2 separate regions of the Anas platyrhynchos genome follow, and region 1 is linked to region 2. Evidence: chromatin contacts called from public Hi-C data. All regions are on one chromosome and are shown on one strand. Each heading gives the region's core, a stretch centred on a gene start, on an enhancer-like site or on the middle of the called end of the contact. The rest is flanking DNA. Distances are from core to core; before and after follow the strand shown. Region 1 overlaps ANKRD31 (ankyrin repeat domain 31). Region 2 holds the start of MED18 (mediator complex subunit 18).

Region 1 (3,564 bases), core at 586-3,085, 36 kb before region 2:
TACTCAGTTAAACACTATGTACTGTAAGTTTTGATTAGATGTTTCTGTGGATACCAAGGTATGGAGCATTTGTGCCTCACAAGCTTTAGGTCAAAATCTCAGGAGTATCTCTGGAGGCTGCACATTTGAGTTTCTACACTGGCAAAGATCCACAAACTACAACTGTTTTTGTAAAAGAAATACTGCTGTTGTTTCTCTAATTACTTGCAGTTGCTTTCAACCCATGCACCCATTTTTATACCAAATAATAGGTTTTTCATTTTTTTTCCTTTTCCTGCTTCAAATGCTTCTGCAAGCCTAAAACTTGTATTTCCATATGATGTCTGCATGTAATTGTGGTGTTGCTTAATAATAGCGGATCTTAAGATAATTTCTTTCAATATATTTTTAGACTCTTGCTGCCAGCAAGTGGCAATACTCTGCAGTGCAAGAATTCTGTAACACTGCTGGTAACGTATTTTTGTAATTTTTTTGATAAATTATGTTACCAGCTATGTTAAAGGTTCTTCCACACATAATAAAACAGAAAGGGCAGAAAATTGACTGTGTTGACACACGTTCAGTTTGTAAGCCATTATAAACATACATGTATGATCCCTTGTTGAATTTTTTTTCCCATCTGCTGTTTCCTACATTGTGCAGCTAGTGGTTCCTTTTTTAGTACTGCCTATGTTTTACTTTTCTGCACTGAGTTACAGTTATTTTTAGACCACTTCTCCAATTTTTCAAACTTCAAACAACTAGGGAGAAGAAAACACTGGCATAACCTTCCGTACTTACAGAACTATGGTATAAATGGCAGGTATGTATATTATTTATTTTCTACCAAAAAGGTTCGATGTACCAGATGAAGGGTAGGTGAAACTGACATTTATGTTAATGAAGAAGGAGCAGTCAGGCATAAGTGGCTAATTTGCCAAGACCCTGAACGCCCAAATGCCAGCTGAAATCCAACACTTAAATGTGACTGGTATTCAGAAAACCTCCACCTACCTATAAAGCCTATATTTCTCCAGCACTTGTTTCTGTTAGTACATGCCAGTGGGTTATCCTGTGCAACTACAAGTAACCAAAATCTGCAGAATGTAAGCCCAAACTTTCCCTCTCCAAACAAAATCCTTAGCTGCCACTTACCCATAAAGACACTTAAAGCCCCAGTGCCTAAGTATGAATACACAAAAGTTTCACTCAAGGGAAGAGCAAAACTCATCCTCAGTCTGTAGCTCAGCAGTAAAATATGAGCATTGTGGTTAATGCAGGTTCAGGTCCATCTTTTACCAGATGAGCTATGTTTCAAACAATTCATTTCATGAAGGGGTTCCTATAAAAGAATACCAACAAGTAAAGGTATCTCATTGGCATTAACTTGCTTATTTCGGAGTGAGGAAGAGGGCTGAATACCAGCCATCTCATGGTATCTGTGAATGTCTTTCACTGAACATATCCAGGGTACTTAGAAAGCCTTGGTTCAAATCCCGCTACCCTCATGTCTCAATTACTTCTGGTACAAATCCAAATCGTGGTGCTCCTTAATCCAGGCACAAATCCTCTTGACCTTACAGCATTAACCCAGAATCTCGTCACCCCATCTCACCCAGGAAGCACACGCTGGGTAAGAGCTGAGCATTCAAATCCACATTCAAATCCAGCCTCAGCTGATTCAGAACCTCGCACAGGAGGAAGAAGAAGGACACTAAAATCAAAGTCTCATCTAAGAAACCTTGACTGCAGATACAGAAACTGTAGGTTAAAAGCCTCAAAGCCAGACTTAGACAAGCCTTGTATGTCTAACTGCGTGAACTGTACGAACAAGCCTGTATGAGACACGATACTTCCAGCAGATGGCAGTGCATTCAAATCGCTTTTGTGAATCGAGATACAAGGATTTTTCTACACCCTTGAGGACAATTAAAAAGTTGTTGATAAACTGGTGGCTATTTGGCGCTACGGATCGTGTCTTGGAAATGTTACAAAAGATAGAAATGGGCTGAATAGTGCAGAAGTGTAAGTTATAATGGTGCAGCAGACACATGAAGGGGACTCCTATTTCTGCTAGCCCTGTGTCAAACAACAGCAGAGAAATTCATTCCTTCAAAACACACACATAAGAGAGAATCACTATAAAAGAGTTAAGGCTTCAGAAGGATCAACACTCCCAGCTTTTAGGAGAGTGCTCAGCTGAACACAACTGCAATACATGTGTATACCAGGACATGAGAGGTACACAAAGAGAGTCAGAGAGTGGTTGAGGTTGGAAGGGAAGCCCTTGCAATCACCTAATCCAACTTCACTGCACAAGCAGTGCTGGCTGCAGCACTTTGCCCAGCACCACATCCAGTCAGGTTTCGAGTACCTCCACATATACAGACTCCACAACCTCTCTCAGCAACCTGTTCCACTTTGTGGCCACCTTTACAGTAAAAAAGTGTCTTCTTGTGTTCAGATGGAATATCTTTGGTTTTCATTTGTGTGCATCGCCTCTTGAGCTAACAGTGCTGAACTACAGAGACTGAGAAATACAGACTACTGACAGGTCTGGCTCAGTCATCTTCACTCCTATCAGTTGTTTACACACGTTGATAAGATTCCCCTATTCTTTCTCTTCTCCAGGCTGAGGAGTCCCCACTCTCTCAGCCTGTCCTCATGTGAAAGATGCTCCAGTCCTTTATCATCTCTGTGGCTTCATCAGTGCTGAACAGAGGGGAAGGACCCTCTGGCAGACCTACTGGCAACTCTTCCTAGTGCAGCCCAGGATATTGGTCTCCTTTGCCACAAGTGTGCATTGCTAGACCGTGGTCAGCTTATTGTCCACAGGACCTTGAGGTCCTTCACTGCAGAGCTGTTTTTCAGCCAGTTGGTCCCCAGTACGTCCTGGTGGATGCGGTTATAGCTCTGCAGATAAAGGACGTTGTGATTTCCCTTGCTGAACTTCATGAGATTCCTCTCTGACCAGCTTGTCCATGTCCCTCCTATTGGCAACACAGCTGTCCAACGTGTCAGTCACTCCTCCTAGCACAGTCTGTGAGCTTTCTGAGAGTTCATGCTGTTCCATTGTCCAGGTCATTCATGCAGACTTTGAACAGTACTGGCCACACTACTGACAGGCAAACTAGAACACAAATCAAGGCTGCTATTTTATCAAAATCAAGAAAACACAGTAAGACTCAATTTATGGTGTCATGATTTCTAGAGATCGCGTTAATTATTGACTTTCTCTTGTATTTCCAGGACTACATAAAAAAGACAACATGCCCAATGACTCACTGCTGGTTGTCAAGGTGTCCGTCCTGCCCTTTCTTCAAATCAGCACACAGAAGCTGTGATGGTCGTAGGTTCCTCTCACAATAGGTTTTCCTGCAGCTCTCAGATCTTGGCAGTGTCACCATGAGCCAATATGGAAAGAATTCACCATCAGTTGTATATTTTTCATGAAGAAATTCTGATACTGGTATCTTGCTGTAAGCTAATGGCAGTTTTCCTAAGAAGCTGCAGATGGCAGCAAGCATTCCATGCACGCACGAAGATCCTCTTGTTTCTCTACAACCAGTGCAGCTGATGTTGCCA
Region 2 (3,838 bases), core at 979-3,478:
GATCTCACTAGCATGCAGTCCCTCAAATTTTGGCATACCATCCCATAGCTTATCATTGGTGTGCCCGTTTTTCTCTTTCCCCCTTCGTAACTAGTTTAGAGCCCTATCGATCAGCCCTGCTAACCCCCACACAACAAATCTTTTCCTTTATGTTGTATACTACATAATCCTTTATGTTGTAGACTACATAGTTATTAATCCAAAGTCTCAGAGAAGGGGTCTTCAGGAACTCTGAGGAGGCAGTCACCCCTGCTGACAGAGAGCTATGTAAAGCTGGACTGAAAGTAATATTTTTACATTATACATACATTAAAATAAGGGGGCAGTAGTTTTACCATCACTTTTTTTTTTTTTTTTTTTTCCCTCAGTCAGTGGTTAGCCCATACTAAGCCTACTTTATTATATATACTGTGTACTGGTATATTGCCAAAGACACAACTTTTTAAAAAGGTACTCAGAACAAGCCAAGTGCTAGTGTAAAAATATGTACAGCAGTCCAGCTTATTTTCTTTCTTTTGCATATTAGAGCTGGCACAGGACTACCTTGCTCTGTGTTAGCTCATCCCATTTAATGATAGTAAAATATTTAAAGTTACTTCAGCTTTAGAGAATATCAGCTCTGAGTTTATCTTTAGTGAGAAAAATGAGCCACATGGAGACATATTACTTTGGCACAGTTTCTGACTAAAGAGAATTGTACTGTTGCAGGAACTATCTTGGGTTTCCAATCTGAAAATTGTTTCTGGGTTAGTCTTCAGAAAATCAGTACTTGACACTCACTGAAGAGATGTTCTCATGGCAATTCCTTTGATATTTGACAAAGCAGCCTACAAAGGTAATGTAAGATCCAGAGAGGGACAGTCATATAGCACAGAAAACTACATGCAACTTTAGTTTTTGCTCTGGTGGTAAGAGTTTAAGGACACAGCCAAGTCTGGAAGTCACTTGGATCTCATTAAACTATCATCTCACTTGACAAATGTTCCTGCTTAGCAAGGTAGCGCAGAATAAGCCATAATTTGTATTACAATGAGGCTGACAATGTCATCAGTTGTATGATGTTTGTTGCCTTCTCTATCACTGTCTTTATGCTGTAAATTTATGCCCATAATTTAAGATGGTAGCTCAGCTAGTGACACATCATTGTTTGTGGCAAAATGGCTGAGCACTACCAAATCCCTGAGTTACCTGCTAAGACATGAGATCTCTTAATGAGTTATCCTAGTGCTGAAATTGTCAACAACTTTTACAATTTTTAATTGTGCAATCAATGCACTATATAAATTGCCTATTGTATAACTGCAGAGTAATTAATTTTAACAACTGTTCAGTCAGATTTGTGGGGTGGGAGGCTTTCTGCTATTAATTCAGTGCCAGCAAATGGAAAATGCCACGTGCACATTCTGAAAGCAGTTTTGATTGACAAAGGTGACAAAGTGGCGATTCAGAACCAAAGGCTGTGAGACTGTGAGATGAAAAAAACAAAACAAAAAAAAAAAAAAGTTTTATAACAAGGAAGAAAAAAATACATCCAGCGTACACTCAGCTGACCCTCCCTTTGCTGTTGATGCTGTTTCAACATATAAATGAGGCTGGACTGCCTGTTTTGCAGAGATAATTTCCCTGCAGGGGCTCTGCAGGGAAGATTCTGCTCTGTGCATTCGCAATGTGATATGGAGCTGAGTTAAAGGCCCAGCCCCATCTGCTACTCAGCCTCCCTTCCACAGACAGATGTATAATGAGAGTTTTAAAGGGAACAGAACCTAGGTAGGAGGCTGGAAATACAGTGTTGAGCTTCTATTTCTATCTGCATTTCTCTCCATCCATCACCTCCATCTGCCTGACCAACTGCCTGTTGTGCCTGCTGCGTCTCGTCCTCAACGAGGTCAGAAAGAAAAGCCCGCTGGAAGATACTTTTAAGGCACAGGGGTGCAGTTACGAGGGTGCCCTTCAGAGTGCGGGGCTCTGGGGACGGGACGCCTTGTTTTTGGGGGCAGCCACCTGTGCTCACCAACACCCCAACTACCAATGTGGCATTTGGTATATTGGTATCGTTGGTATAAAATACCACAATTTTGGTGAGCTCGCCCAGCCCAGGGTACTGCTGGTGCTGCACCGCTGCTCAGGGCGTGGGGCAGAACCAGCAGGGACCCACCCGAGCCCTCAGCCCCCTGAGGCGGCTCCGTGCCCGCCCCTCCGCCATTTGCTGCCCTCAGCGCCGGGCGCTGCGGGGCGGCGGGGCTTGGGGCTCGGCTCCCCGCTGCCTGCAGCCCCCCTCCGAGCCGCGGGGCGGTGCTGCCGCCGCTCCTTCCCTTCCCTCCTTCCCTTCCTCTCCTTCCTCCTTCCTTCCTTCCCTCCCTCCCTGCCTCCAGCCGCCGGCCGCAGCATGGAGGCGCCCCCCGTTACCATGATGCCCGTGACGGGCGGCACCATCAACATGATGGAGTACCTGCTGCAGGGTGCGCGCCCCGCTGGCAGCCGGCCCTGGCCCGGGGGGGGGTTGTGTGGGGAGTTTGGGGGCGCTCGGGGGGTGTTTGGGGTGTGTTGGGGGGTGTTTGGGGTGCGCATGGGGTGTTTGGGAGGTATTTGGGGTGAGTTTGGGGTGTGTTTGGGGTACTAGGGCTGTGTTGGGGATGTTTGGGGTGTGTTTGGGGTATTGGGGGTGTGGGGAGGGTATTTGGGGTGTGTTGGGAGTGTACTTGGGGTGTTTGGGGTGTGTTTGGGGTGTTTGTGGAGTGTTAGGGGGGTGGCTGGGGCATTTCGGGTGTGTTGGGGGTGGTTGGGGCATTTGGGGTGTGTTGAGGGCGTTTGGGGTGTGCAGGGGGTGTGTTTGGGGTATTTGGGGGTGTTTGGGGTGTGTTTGGGATATTTGGGGTGTGTCTGGGGTGTTTGTGGATTGTTAGGGGGGTGGTTGGGGTATTTGGGGTATTTGGGATGTGTTGGGGGTGCTTGGGGAGTGTTTGGGGTATGTTGGGGGCATTTGGTGTGTGTTGGGAGTGTGTTCGGTGTGTTTGGGGTGTATTAGGGGTATGTTTGGTGTATTTGGGTTGTGTTGGGGGTGTTTGGGGGGTTTTGGGGGTATTTGGTGTGTATTTGGGGTATTTGGGGTGTATTTGGAGTATTGGGCGTGTGCTGGGGTTATTTGGGGTGTACAGTGTCTGTGGGGTGTTGGCAACAGCCGCTGTGTCTCTGTCCGCTGCAGGCAGCGTCCTGGACCAGAGCCTGGAGAGCCTGCTGCACCGCCTGCGCGGCTTGTGCGACAACATGGAGCCCGAGACCTTCCTGGACCACGAGATGGTGTTCCTGCTGAAGGGGCAGCAGGCCAGCCCCTTCGTGCTGCGGGCGCGGCGCTCCATCGACAAGAGTGGCATGCCCTGGCACCTGCGCTACCTGGGCCAGCCAGAGATCGGGGACAAGAACCGGCACGCGCTGGTGCGCAACTGCGTGGACATCGCCACGTCGGACAACCTGACGGACTTCCTGGTGGAGATGGGCTTCCGCATGGACCACGAGTTCGTGGCCAAGGGGCACGTCTTCCGCAAGGGCATCATGAAGATCGTGGTCTACAAGATCTTCCGCATCTTGATGCCGGGCAACACGGATAACATTGAGCCGCTCTCCCTCTCCTACCTTGTGGAGCTTAACGTGGTGGCTCCAGCCGGACAGGATGTGGTCTCCGATGACATGAGGAACTTTGCAGAGCAGCTAAAGCCTTTGGTGCACCTGGAGAAAATTGACCCTAAAAGGTTAATGTGATTGAAAAGCTGGGGAGCTAAGCATTACTTTCGCCAGGGACCTTCAGGGTTGTTTTTATAAAATACCTTTTGAGGGTAAATCA

Evidence for each region. A called contact is a pair of places that touch in the nucleus more often than the background predicts.
Region 1: a contact with region 2 is called in a Hi-C map of skeletal muscle, with 3 times the contacts expected there. The contact joins the enhancer-like site here to the promoter of MED18 in region 2. A contact is called at or near these places in 2 of 8 Hi-C or Micro-C datasets (liver and skeletal muscle).

Annotation. Positions count from the first base shown.
Region 1 is chrZ:26,480,827-26,484,390 of IASCAAS_PekinDuck_T2T, reverse strand. All of the region lies in intron 6 of ANKRD31 (ankyrin repeat domain 31), which reads right to left. Among named protein-coding and RNA genes, the nearest start is that of ANKRD31, 12 kb to the right of the region's middle. Within about 2 kb of position 1,835, at least 1 of the 8 cell types and tissues checked has an H3K27ac peak or open chromatin away from gene starts, as enhancers often do.
Region 2 is chrZ:26,445,064-26,448,901 of IASCAAS_PekinDuck_T2T, reverse strand. It overlaps MED18 (mediator complex subunit 18), which reads left to right and starts at 2,228. Exons shown (of 2, transcript XM_027446697.3): 1 at 2,228-2,459; 2 at 3,203-3,838. The coding sequence starts at 2,387. The coding sequence ends at 3,756.